2 separate regions of the Zea mays genome follow, and region 2 is linked to region 1. Evidence: chromatin contacts called from public Hi-C data. All regions are on one chromosome and are shown on one strand. The core of a region is the stretch at or near the end of the contact, and the rest is flanking DNA. Distances in the headings are between cores, read along the strand shown. Region 1 holds the start of LOC100281060 (amidophosphoribosyltransferase). Region 2 holds the start of LOC103650947 (3-phosphoinositide-dependent protein kinase 2-like).

What was found. Hi-C and Micro-C count contacts between places; a contact is called where the count stands out from the background.
Region 2: a Hi-C map of bundle sheath shows a contact between it and region 1, with 4 times the contacts expected there. The contact joins the promoter of LOC103650947 here to the promoter of LOC100281060 in region 1. A contact is called at or near these places in 7 of 25 Hi-C or Micro-C datasets (bundle sheath, endosperm, leaf and 2 more) and 2 of 3 datasets of contacts at active chromatin or transcription factors (leaf and seedling).

Annotation. Positions count from the first base shown.
Region 1 is chr3:178,519,438-178,523,228 of Zm-B73-REFERENCE-NAM-5.0, reverse strand. LOC100281060 (amidophosphoribosyltransferase) reads right to left here and starts at 2,044. Exons shown (of 1, transcript NM_001153979.2): 1 at 208-2,044. The coding sequence starts at 1,983. The coding sequence ends at 349.
Region 2 is chr3:178,759,550-178,763,340 of Zm-B73-REFERENCE-NAM-5.0, reverse strand. It overlaps LOC103650947 (3-phosphoinositide-dependent protein kinase 2-like), which reads right to left and starts at 2,150. Exons shown (of 11, transcript NM_001301543.1): 1 at 1,529-2,150; 2 at 1,241-1,421; 3 at 1,075-1,127; 4 at 890-991; 5 at 690-795; 6 at 523-601; 7 at 1-130. The coding sequence starts at 1,738.

The sequences.
Region 1 (3,791 bases), core at 795-3,294:
GTTTGGTTTGCTGCCTAACTTTATATTTTGCCTAACTTTTCTGTCTAAGGTTAGTTATTCAATACAATTAGCCACAAACTAAACAGACCCTAAACCTGATATAGTGAAAAGGTAAACATGTACCATTGAAATAATTTTTCTATCATTCATTGTCGTCGTCATCATCATATAGCAATACAATAGATTAGATCGAACCCACAATAGCAGTTCGATCAGTGTCTAAACTTTGTAACCTCAAAATTCAGATGGATGAATGCATTTGCAAAGGCAAAAATGCTATGCCCAAAATTGAGTCTAGATTCTATGGTAATAGTAAGCATGCAGAGTATAGATCCACTCCCCTTCTTGTTAGTCTTCGAAGGCAGACACCAGCTCCGGGACTGGCTCCGGCACTGTGGGCAGCACCGGGTAGTTCCGTGAGAAGCAGGCGTCACAGAACTCATGTGCTTCATTGCCGTAGATGCTGTGGAGCTTGTCGAGAGAGAGGAAGGCGAGCGAGTCGCAGCCAATGGTCCTCCTCACACCCTCGAGGTCCATCCTGTTGGATATCAGCTCGCCTTCGCTCGGCGTGTCGATGCCGTAGAGGCAGGACCCGACGACTGGGGGGCTGGAGATGCGCATGTGCACCTCGCGCGCGCCGGCATCGCGGAGCAGGCGCACAATCTTGCTAGAGGTGGTGCCGCGCACGAGCGAGTCGTCGACGACGACCACGCTCTTGCCGGTAATGACGCCGCGCACGGGCGCGAGTTTGAGCTTGACGGCAAGGTCACGGATTGCCTGCGATGGCTGTATGAAGCTGCGGCCGCTGTAGTGCCACCGGATAAGACCTTGCTGGAACTCGAGTCCCGACGCCTGCGCGAAGCCGAGCGCCGCATAGAACCCCGAGTCAGGCACGGGGATGACGACGTCCGCGGTCGGGGCGGGCGACTCCTCGGCGAGCGCGCGGCCGTACGCGGTGCGGCGCTCGTGGACGGCGTGCCCAAACACGACGGAGTTGGGAAGGGCGAAGTAGATGTGCTCGAACACGCATGACTTGCGCGGGCGATGTGGGACGAGGCAGGCGTAGGACACCGACATGTCGCGGCGGTCCACGACCACCACCTCCCCGGGCTCCACCTCGCGCTCATAGGTGGCGTCGATGAGGTCGAGCGCGCAGGTCTCTGACGAGAACACCACGGCGCCGTTGGGGCGTCGGCCCATCACCAGGGGCCGGAAGCCGAACGGATCGCGCACGGCAAAAAGCTTGTCGGCAGTCATGAACAACAGCGAGTACGCACCGGCGAGGCGCTCGCAGGCGTCGCAGATGCGCGAGAGCAGCGGGCGCGAGAGCGAGGTTGAGATGAGGTGCAGGATGACCTCCGTGTCCGACGAGGTGTTGAAGATGGAACCCTGCGCCTCGAGTTTGTTGCGCAGCGCCTGGTAGTTCACGAGGTTGCCGTTGTGTGCCACAGCCAACTGCCCGAATCGGTACGCGGCGAGGAACGGTTGTACGTTGCGCCTCGAAGAGGCGCCGGCGGTTGAGTAGCGCACGTGGCCGATGGCGGCGTTTCCGGGGAGCTTGGCGAGGCGCGCCGGATCGCGGAAAACGTCCCCGACAAGACCCAGGTCCGTCACTGAATTGAGCTTGCCGTCGGCGTCCGACGCAACGATGCCCGCGCCCTCCTCCCCGCGGTGCTGCAGCTTCTGCAGGCCGAGGTAGCAGAGCGACGACGCGTCTGGGTCGCCAATGACTCCGAACACGCCGCACTCCTCTCGGGGATGGTCGTCGCCGTCCGCGTCGAAGGAAAACGGCGTGACGCGGTCAGGGAGCAGAGCTCGCGCCGGAGCGAGACCCGCGGCGCGGTGCCGCAGCTCGAACTGCGAGGGCTTGATGGAGCATTTGAGCTGGGAGTTGTGTCTTGTGGTAGGCGCCGCAGAGGCTCGGCGGCGGAGGGGAGAGGAAGGCGTGGAGGCCGTCGCGGCGGCGGCGGCTGTGGCGGCCATGCGTGGTGCGGGGCGGTTCGGGAGTTTGGGCCTTTGGGGGCAGGTGAGGCCTGCTTCCAACTTCCAAGGATGCCCTCCCGAACGCACGTGAAGGGGCAGGATTTAAGCATGCGGGCGGGCGTGTGGACCGTGGGATCTGTATTTCGACTTTCGAGTCCAAGGCGGTCTGCACCGTATCCCTCCTCCATACCATACGTGTTATTTACTCCTCTCCAATTTATATCTCATTTTTTAAAAGCGTATCCTATCCCATCTTCTATACATCGAAGCTTGTTTATACTGCCTCAGATTTGGTTAATTCGGTTTTTGGTTTTAAATCGAAATTATAGAATCATGTCATTATCGCAATATCATAAGTTGTGAGTGGATATTATATCAACACAATTAAACAATAGAACATATACTTTAAATGTATCATATATATATAGTTACGGAGGCAAAGAACCATTAGCTATAGAATTATATATTAATATATATTGTTTTATAGAGATTCAGATATAAACGTAAAAAGTTAACTGCTCGAGAGGGAGACATGCATTTTTTTCCGGAACGGTTGAATCTGCAGATTTGGACAGCAGTAAATCACGCCTGGAAATTTGCTAATACAAGTAAGTACATAAAAATGCATTCAAAACACGGAATTAAAATGCCATGCGTGTATATACTAGTAGGATAAGAATGATAAAGTCGAGTTAAAACTTTCTCTTAGCTCGGTGTTTGGTTCCTAGGATTTCTAATGGCAACACCCAAGACCCAGGCAGCCGTCGTGTTCGAGAAAAATCGTGTCTTTGTGTTTAGTGTACTTGCGTACGTTTTGTCAGACCCCGTTTGGAATGGAGATTTATTTCTATATTTTTAATAGAATTAAATTGCATCCTATATAATTTTTTTTTGCGTTCGAAACAAGAACATCAATATTGACTACAAAGGACGCAGCCACTGGAGATCCTGATCCCCGCGATTCCATTCCATGAGCGCTGACGCCTGACGAGTGAGTGGAGTAGTAGGAGTCGCATTTCTTTTCCTTGTGTGAGGTGAGGCCGCCTTCACGCTTTCCAATTCCGGATGGCTACTCCTGTGGTGGCCGTTGGGCTCGAGGCGGCAGGCCCACCAGGCACTGAGCCGACTTGATTGCAGGAATCAGGTCTGCAGCCTGCAGGTGGTCCCAGCCAAGTGGACGTGGTGGGCCATGGTGCTGCTTTCACGCAAATAAAGGCCGGCCCCGCCGACGCCGATCGATTTCCCGGCGGATGATGATACTAGGCCGAGCAGGATACGGGCCATACGTACGTACGGCCCACAAAAGAAACGTAGAATGGCTATTCGACTCGCGTACACCCGTAAACCGCGGAAGAACTAGCTTCGCCATCCAATCCAAGTCACAACTCAGGTCAGGTCGTCAGGAGTCGTCCTTGAAAGGGCATCAGCCAGCCGCAGCTGTGTGTGTGGATAAGACGAGAGCTCTGCAGCAACGTGTTGGTAGTTTTGTGAACGGCAGTCACGGTCGAATCTAAACCTCTAGCCGACTAGCCGAGGCACAGAATCTTACCCGTGTTCTGGTCTTCTGGACCGCGGGCAAGTCGGCCCGGTCCTTGCCTCCTTGGCGCGTTGCGTCTCGGCATTCGCTGTTCCCCATTCGCCTCCTCCCATCGTCCTCCACCCCCACCCCACTCGCGTCGCGTCTGCACACGCAACGCAACCGGGAGGCGGGCGCCGCGCGGCCACACGCCCACTCGCGAAGAGGCGGCGCACAGCCCGGCCGCTAGCGTCCAACGGCCAATGGGGCGAGTCTACGTCGCGGAATCAGT
Region 2 (3,791 bases), core at 901-3,400, 240 kb before region 1:
AAAATACTCTGGAAATTTGAGGTCCCTTGCAATGATTCTCTGGAAAATTAACCACTCACTAGCATCTTTAAATGGCGAAGAGCCAGAAAGCATTTGGTACAGTGTGCATCCCAATGCCCATAAATCATTTCTGTGATGAAGTTCATAGTACAAATAAGTGTCGAGTCTATATTATTTGCTCATATCACCACAAAGTGCAGTTTGAAGGCATGCATTCATCTCTTGGAAATGAATGTTTCTAACAATGTGCGCAAGCAGACCTTTAACTCTACAGCATCTTATGCATGAATGTGCATTTAGATTGCTGCTGGAAGTGAGGACTATGCAGTCTGAATATCTCATGTATCTAGTGTAGTCAATAATAGTGTGATGCTGATTCTTAATAATCCAGTAAATAACTCACGCAGATATAAAAACATAGATAAATGTATGGTAAATGAAGAATTTGAGTATACGATGGAAAAACAGATCTTCCTACTAGTAATTATTTCTTGCGTATTTACCAGATGTAGGTTTACTCACCCAAAGGTTGCTGGGGCAGAGTTCAGGACCTCAGGTGGTACATATGCAGCGGTTCCAACAAATGTACAGGCCCTTTCAGCTGTACATAAATGTTGGCAAAACGAGAATTATAAAGCAGGATATTCAAAATTCTATCGTGATTGAGAGTAGCTTATGCTTTTTCTTACTAGTTGAATTTGGGAGAACTTTGATAGGAGTATCCCTTGTAGGCTTCACACTACCAAAGTCAGCAATCTTGATGTGCCCATCAGAAGTAAGCAGTAGATTTTCTGGCTGAAAGACCAATGCAGTCCTTGTCAAATAGCAAATATGACATAAACATACTGTGTCATGGGCAACTCCATCTTGATTTTCATTTCACACTCACCTTGACATCCCGATGAATTAGGCCAAGGCCATGCAAGTACTCCAATATATCAACAATTTCAGCAGCATAGAACCGTGCATCGTCCTCAGAGAGCCGACCTTTCTGCAACCGAATTATAAGCACAAGAAACAAAGGCAGGACAGAAATGAATCACACTGTTAGCAGCTGGACACTAACACACTAACCCGAACAATTTGGTCGAATAACTCCCCGCCTTCGCACGACTCGAGCGCCATGTCTGCACGGCAAAAGAGACATAGTATTGACCCGAGGGCGGCATTACTTTACAATCAAATTACTAGCTCTTCATCGTTAGTTCTGACTACTGCTGGTTGATTGAGGGGCACTAACAGAGGGAGTATGTGTCCTGGAAAGTGAAGAAGAGCCTGATGACGCCAGGGTGGTCGAGCTGGTCGAGTACAATACGCTCCATCTTGACGTAGGAGATCTTGTTCTCCTTGGTGATGAACTTCTTGTCCATGATCTTAAGCGCGTAGACGCGACCAGTGTCCTTCTTCTTGGCCCGCACCACCTGTCATTTTTTTTTTCATCGTCCCGCCTCGGTGAATAAATCGTCCCACGATCCACGCGGCCGCGCAGGCCATGGCACACCCATGCAGTGAGTAGCAGTAAGAGAACCTTGGAGTACGAGCCGACGCCGTAGATCTTGCCGAGTACGAAGTCGTCGGCGGTGAACTGCTCCTGCGGCGCGCGGAAGGCGATCCCCCCAGCGGCGGTGGGGGAGGATGAGGCGGCGGCGGCAGGCGTGGCCGGGGAGGGCGAATGCGCGAGGCGCAGCCTGGCGGCGAAGTCCCGCTCCATGCTGTCGTCGTCGCCGCCGACCGCCATGGAGCGATGCGCGGGCGGTATATCTATAGGAGGAGGCGGGCGCGGGGACCGAGGAAGAAGGCGGGGAGGAGGCGGCGCGGCCTCCGATGGCGGAGGCGGTCAACGGGTGGAACCATCGGATTCGGCTTCGAGGGGTGGGAAAGCCAAGCGGGAGGAATCGATGGGACTGCGACGGCCGCAGGCCGCAGCCTTTGGGGTCGGGCCTCGGGGACTCGCTGGGGCCTCGGCGCAGCCGCAGCGGCAGCGGCAGCGGCGCTGAAGGAACGGAACGGGGCGGGGGAACGGAATCCAATCGAATCACGCGACGCGAGGGGAATGAATGAATGAATGAGAATGAGCGGGCGATCAGAGATGGAGGGGTGCGGCCGGCGAGGTTTGCTTTCCTCTTGGTTCCTCTGCTGCTGTTGTTGTCTTGCGATTGTCTCGTGTGCTTTGGACCTTTGGTCGGGTGTGTGTAATCGAATGATGGAAGGATGGGGATGAACGGGGCTCATTCACGCCTTTTTTGTGACCGCCTTTTTTGTGACCTTGTTTAAAATTAGTTAAATTCCAGTTTGGTTGGCTTTAATTCTTACAGATTTCTACAGTATTTTTATCTTTATTGATTACAGTTGCAGCAGTTTAAATAAATAGCTTTAATCCGAAACGCATCTCCACTCTTTCCAACATTTTTTCCTCCAACATTCTTCCAATACCTCCTTTTCTATTATCATTTTTTTCACATCTCCCCATGAATAAAACGAGTTATACATTCTTAGTAGCCGGATAGCGTCAGCAGTATCATGGAACATTTTGCCAGGACGCAACCCCAATCAAGCTACCGAGGAGACCAAGATGGTTGGGCATAAGACTGACGACGGAACCTAAAGATAAGATACTCTTTGGACCACAGAAGCCAAACTATGTATACAAGCAATCCCAATCGAGCTACCGAGGAGACCATGATGGTTGGGAAAAAGGTTGACGATGGAACCTAAAGAAGACAAGGTACTCTTTGGCCGAGTTGTATAGACATTGGAAAGTCCACTGTAAACGGGGCCATCTAAAAGTCCACGAAGCTCGAATATCTCGAAGATATTAAGCTTGCACGCTCATACCTGGACGGTAAAGACAAAACACTCTATTCTAGAATGATGATGTGGTGGTTTTCAAGAGCTTCTTCTAAGGGCATGTACAACCTAGACACTATTGCACGGTACTCGAAGTATAAGACACAACTAAAACACAACATAATATAGTGGGCATGTCCAAAACATGTGTCTTACCATATTCATTGTACCAATCAGAGTATTCAATAAATTAAAGTGACCAATCAGCTAGTATCATGTCTCGAACATAGAGCTAAGACATTGTGTCTTCGTCAAGATACATGTCTTGAGTTTTTTTACATTCACCCCCTTAGACACACTCGAAGACACAACTCAAGACACCCATTGTACATGCCCTAAGCAGGGCTCTGGTTCCTGGTTCATCCGATGGTAATTGAGGTGCTAAAGAAATACAAAATTTACTTCCACCAGATGACTCCAAGTGCTATAATGAGAATTGGGGTTTTCATTTGGTCTATTTGGAGCTAGTTAGTGAAGCCAACTCGAAGTGCTTATGTCGCTTGCATGAGTTGCATTACCAAACAATGATCCACGAGAAAGAGAGCCTATAGAACAATTTTGGCTGCTACAACTTTCAATACTGGTAAGACTCCCTGTCACTGGAATTGGCCTACCAAAGCAAGTGACTGAATGGTTGGATAAAAGGAGTAGTTTTATGACAAGGTTAATTTCACAAAGCAGTTGGTGATGAAAGAGCTAATCATACACGCCCACTAAGTTCCTCCTTTGGCCTTAATGGGCCACTCTACAACCTTAGTGGCAAGCACAAACATTGACGATCACTTACAATACAATCTGCGAGCATGTGCACACATTGGATCTAGTTGAAGAACACATGTCATATCGAGTGTTTCCCATAAAGGAAGGATTCACCATGCCAAAACCGAAGGATGAAGAAGAGGCCATAAAGATTGCCAAGCGTGAATTGATCATGCTACCAAACG